2 separate regions of the Gossypium hirsutum genome follow, and region 1 is linked to region 2. The links are chromatin contacts, called in public Hi-C maps. All regions are on one chromosome and are shown on one strand. Each heading gives the region's core, a stretch centred on a gene start, on an enhancer-like site or on the middle of the called end of the contact. The rest is flanking DNA. Distances are from core to core; before and after follow the strand shown. Region 1 holds the start of LOC107892181 (cytochrome c1-2, heme protein, mitochondrial). Region 2 has its middle 17 kb from the start of LOC121221542.

What was found. Hi-C and Micro-C count contacts between places; a contact is called where the count stands out from the background.
Region 1: a contact with region 2 is called in a Hi-C map of leaf, with 2.0 times the contacts expected there. The contact joins the promoter of LOC107892181 here to the enhancer-like site in region 2. A contact is called at or near these places in 2 of 34 Hi-C or Micro-C datasets (both in leaf).

Annotation. Positions count from the first base shown.
Region 1 is chrD09:11,816,905-11,819,604 of Gossypium_hirsutum_v2.1, forward strand. It overlaps LOC107892181 (cytochrome c1-2, heme protein, mitochondrial), which reads right to left and starts at 1,446. Exons shown (of 8, transcript XM_016817191.2): 1 at 1,277-1,446; 2 at 795-878; 3 at 50-258. The coding sequence starts at 1,393. It also overlaps the pseudogene LOC107893006.
Region 2 is chrD09:11,596,632-11,599,331 of Gossypium_hirsutum_v2.1, forward strand. No RefSeq gene overlaps it. Among protein-coding and RNA genes, the nearest start is that of LOC121221542, 17 kb to the right of the region's middle. Within about 2 kb of position 1,415, at least 3 of the 9 cell types and tissues checked have an H3K27ac peak or open chromatin away from gene starts, as enhancers often do. A contact at or near this core is called in leaf, where this site is marked.

The sequences.
Region 1 (2,700 bases), core at 196-2,695, 220 kb after region 2:
CATTTTTGTGCACATAACAAAAAAGAGCAAGGAAAGGCATAAAACTCACGAAGCATGGTCATATGAACTGAGGATGCCTGCGTGAGGCCAAGGATAATTTGCAACTCCTAAACCGTGTTCTGCCTCATCAGCAGATGCTACTGTTGCAAAACCTAGTAAACCTGAAACACCAGCTCCAAGGAGTGCAACAGTCCTCATACCAGCAGAACCCGCATCGTCATTAACTTTCCTTGATGAAAACCATGATAAAGCTTGAACCTGAGCAATAATACAGAACAAGTATTGGTAACTGGGAGAAAACCATTCCAGGTTAAATCCTATAGAAACTTTTCATTATTATTCAGAGATGAAAACTTTTTTTGCTCTGACTCTTCATTGTTCATGAAGTACACATGTCCAAGACTCGTATCCGACACTTGAGTATGAAGATAAACATCCAAGGATACTCCAAATACATGGAAAAACTTTAAAAAATCTGATCATACCCATCTCAATGCACACTTGCATATCAGACATTAGCACCCAAGTAAGAGTAATATAGGATGAAAACATACCGCAATTGGACAAAGCTTGCCTTAAAAGTTAGAATTCATCTTGAGGAAAGTAGAAAACTAGGATCAATGAATGAAAACTTGCTACAATTCAACAAATACTAGAATCCATGTAGCAAAATATTTCTAGATTATGTAAGAAAATCCAGTAAGAACCATGTAGATTGCATGGTCTTCATGACCTCATTCCATAGGTAAGTATAAGTTTAACATCAATGAAGGAAAACTAGGAAAGAATCTTACAGCAGACTGTGATTGAAATTTCCTCCTTAAAACCTGGTGGATTAATCCTCCAGCCATTTCAGTTAATTTCCCTGAAAAGTTCAGCTGAAACTTAATAAGCAAATGTATATTTACAATTAAAATGTTAAAAAAAAAGGACAAAATGAGATTAAAAAGAGAATTCATATAAAGGTTCCTTTTTTTCAGTCAAATAATCATTAAATTCTACAAAAAGGAAAAGCTTTAACAGTGTTGAAACAAGTGGGTAATCATAAAATCAAAGGATAAACATACAATACACAAAGAACAGTAAACCCAATCAAAGGAATAGCATAAGGAAGCCAAAAAAAGGTTAAAGTTTAAAATGAAAAAAGGAGGAACTTGAAAACCCTAACATAGAGGATCTGGGGGCAGATCCAACAACTATGGAGGAAAAAATAATAAAAATAATAAACCCAAAGATTAAAAGAAGATGTGAAGAGAGCATAAGACAGAGAACTAACTTGAAAAAGAGAGTGAAGGTTGATCACAGAGAGGTGGCGGTGGTGGTGGTCAAAGGAACCGGCGGCTGCCTCACAGATCCAAAGGAACAAAACGGAAAGTATAAGAGAAAACAGCATAAATTATAGTAGGAAAAAAAAACAGTGATTGAGATTTAGTCGAGTCGCGTGTCCACCAACAGACAGTAAGGTTTTGGGCTTTTAGGATGGCCTTGAAAACTGCCAGGTCTTGTGTTTGGTCTTTTCAGTGACATGAGACCCAAGTAGTGGACAGCAATAAAACCAGCCCATAAAGGAGACTCCACAAATAAATAAAAAGAAAACAGACAGGCCCCTTTTTTCCTTGCAGAGACAGCCCATTGCATCCACCGACCGACCATGAAAACAACTGCCGAGGATTGCCCTTGAATTTTCAACCTCGGAAGACACATAAAATTAAAGGATTAATTCCACAGTACATCCTCAAGTTATGATTCATGTTTTAAACAAGTTCTAAATTTTAAAATGCTCGAATTGAGTTTTTAAAATATTAGTATCATATCAATTAGGTTCTTTCGTTAATCTAATTATTAATTTGGATGCTAAATAAGCATGAGTCTAATAAAAAATATAGTTTTTATGTAATATTTAGTGTTATTTGAACCGAATTGATTGATATACTAGTCTGAATATAGAAGTTGAATCGACCTCTAAATGAACTGCTCAAAACTAATAAAAAATTGGAAGTCAGAACAAAAAGTCAAAAATTTGAATCAGTTGAACGGATTTTATATATATTTTTTATGTTTTATGAATATTTTTATTATTTATTTTTATATGATTGATCAAATCGAATGTTGAACATAGTTTAAACCGTTCAACCACTATCCTGATTTTTAAAACACTCGTGGCATACGATTCCCAAGTTATCCAAATGCTAAAAGGACCTAACCGATACTTTGAGTATTATAGTTTAGGACTAATGTAAATTTTGAAGCATAATTTAGGATATGAGATGTAATTTACCCAAGAATTAGTGAACTTCAAAAGGCAATGAAAAACCATTGGCGCCCAACATTTTGAGCAGAGTTCAAAGTTACTGCTGTCTCAAGCTGTCTTTCTTTTTTCTCCTCCAACCCCTGTATTCCCTTTACGTTCTAATAAATAAATGGAGATGAGCAATACTCTTATGAACCTGCAAAAAGAAAAATGGGCAAAAATCTACCTCACCACCATCAACATCAAAGCAAGAGCAACAACAGTTACACAAAATTTATATTTGTTCTATTCTTTTGTCTTTTGGGATTGGCTTGCATTGTAGATCTCTTGTGGGCATCTTCTTCTTCTTTTAGCTCTTCATATCTTAGGTTTGCATCCAATTGGGTGTCTCAAAAACCTCGTATCTTTGTTTCTCAACAACAACAACACAACGTTGACGACAAGGTTTT
Region 2 (2,700 bases), core at 165-2,664:
TGGATATTTCAATAACTTTTCAATCTTTATGAATTTATAAAAAAAACAATAGCTTTTAGATTTTCATCTTTTATAATTTAAATTTTTTATTTTTCATATTCTTTATAATTGTATTTTTTTATTTTTAATAATTATTCGAACTTTTTAGATTTTTTTAAAATTTTTAAGAATTTTTGAAAAATTATAAAAGAATTTTGTTATAAATTTCAAAAAATTCAAAATATTGAAAAATATGAAATTATAAAATTTATATTCAATATAAATTATAGCTTAAATAACTAGTTTTTTTAATAATTACATAAGTTTATTTTATAAAATCATATTTTTTTCTTTAAACAATTTATTGGAGGTTTTTTTTTTAGATAATTCGATTTTTTAAAAAATTATTTTTATTATGCTTTAACATTTATGATGTGATTTCGATGTGAAATTTTATACACGTGATACACTTGTATTAGCTGTGTCTTGTGTTATCAATTTTAGCCACAGAAACGATTCAAAGTTAACGAATTGACTAAAATTTGCACACACACACAGATATATATATATAATTTATTACTTTTTGAGGGGTCTATAAGCACAGATATATTACTAGATTTTGCAAGAAAGAAAAATTTTATTAAAAAAATTTTATTAAATTTTTTATTAAAAACGAATATTGATAGATCAGTAATAAATTTATATTTTAATATTATTGTATATGTGTTTGATTTTATATTTAATTAATTATAATTATAATATTAAAAATTAAAATACACTCAAATCTAAATTAGAATGAATTTAGATTAAGCTAACTTATGATGAGATTTAAATCCGAGATTTAAATTCATAATAATTTAGGAAAAAAACTCATGCCAATACTAGAATAAATTTACTAAAATTAAAGAAACTAATTACAAATTTTGGCCTTTCAAACTGATTTTTTTAAAACAGTAAAATGTTTTTGGGGAAAAGTAATATTTATTTAATTTTTAGATTTTTAAATAAGATAAATTTTAGTAGATTGACAATGAAATATTTAATTGCATAGGCAAAATTAAATATATAAATAGACTTATAAATTGTGGACATTCACTGCAACAAATAATAATATATTTTGCAAATAAAAATATTCCATTAACCAAAATAAATTTTCCTAAAACGACATAATAATTTCTAAACCAGCCATTTTGGGCAAAACAAACAAACCAAATTAACTATTTCTTTTAAAAAAATAGTGGAATAAACTTTTGATGATGCCACGTTTGACCAGCAAAAAATGACAAGAAAGAGTGAACTGGACCTTTGCAAATTCTAAACCTTTCATTGGACGACACCGCTGCTAAATTACCGGACAGAACAGGATAGATCCTTTCGAACACAAATATCACATCACAAATCTATCCCAAAGATTCGCCCCTTCTATCTCACCTTCCACGCGTCCTCTCTCATACGATCATCTGTTCCCAACAGTTCTCAGATGCCCCTTTCTCCCACCCCGCGCGTGCCAACACACTCTTTTTCCCTTCTCTTTTGTATAAGCAATCATTATCATTTGTTCAATATCTATTATTTCTAAATTGACCCCCAAATATCCATTATTTTACAATTTGGTGTCACAGTAAAGTAACACCAATTGGGTGAAAACTGACCATTTCTTTTTATAAAAATGAATAAATAGTATCTTTTGGAAAATTCACCGTTTCTTTTTTCTTTTCATATTTATTGAAAGTAGGGGTAAATTGAATATGCATTATCAATTGGATTATAATTTTTAAATTAAAACTTTAAATATTAAAATATCACATATTCAAATTTAATGAAAATCGATTAATATTGTTATAAGTTAGATTTTGTTTTTAGAATTAGAAAATTGGAATGCTAAAAAAAATCCAAAAAAAAGGTACATGGATTAGGGCATATTTAAACGAAGAAAGAGAAAAAAAAAACAAAGACAGAAAGGGAAATAAAAGAAAAAAAGAATAAACCAATGAAAAGTATTTGTGTTAAATTTCGTATCTTTTATGCAGTAATATTTGTTTGCTGATATATATTTTAGACTTGTTTATGGGTTAGATTATATGTATAAGTTTAAGGCTGTTGGATATATAAGAGAATTTAAACAAAAGTACCAAGTTCGAAAAATAGGCTTGCGTATAAAAAATTAGACCTATTTAAAATATAGGTTAGGTTTAGGCTTCAATATTCAAGGCCTAAACTTGACTTGACCCTGCCCATTTTATACTTGTGTAATATATATTTTTTATTTTATTTTTATATATTATATAATTTATATCCCATAAAATTAAATATATAACACTATGAAAATATTAAAAAATATTTTTTTCCAAAAAGATAAAAATATGTTAAGATTCTAAATTTGAAATTTTAATAAAATAAAAATATCTAAATTATTAATTATTAAATTAAAAATAAAATGAGTAGACCTAAAATGAATTTGGTTAGCCATTTATAAAAATGGATTAGCTTGGACAAAATCTTAGACTCATGTTTCGGACTATGTCAAGTTTGGTCAAATATAAAGTGTATTAATTCATATATATAAGTTGTAACACCCCCTCATCCGTCTCCACATCCGATGTAGATGAGAGATGCCATCAGAGTACAAACAAAGTGAATCTTAAAAACAACATACATAAAGTTTAAAACTTTAAAACAATTCAGTAAACTCTTACAAATGGGATAAAATCAATTTAGAGG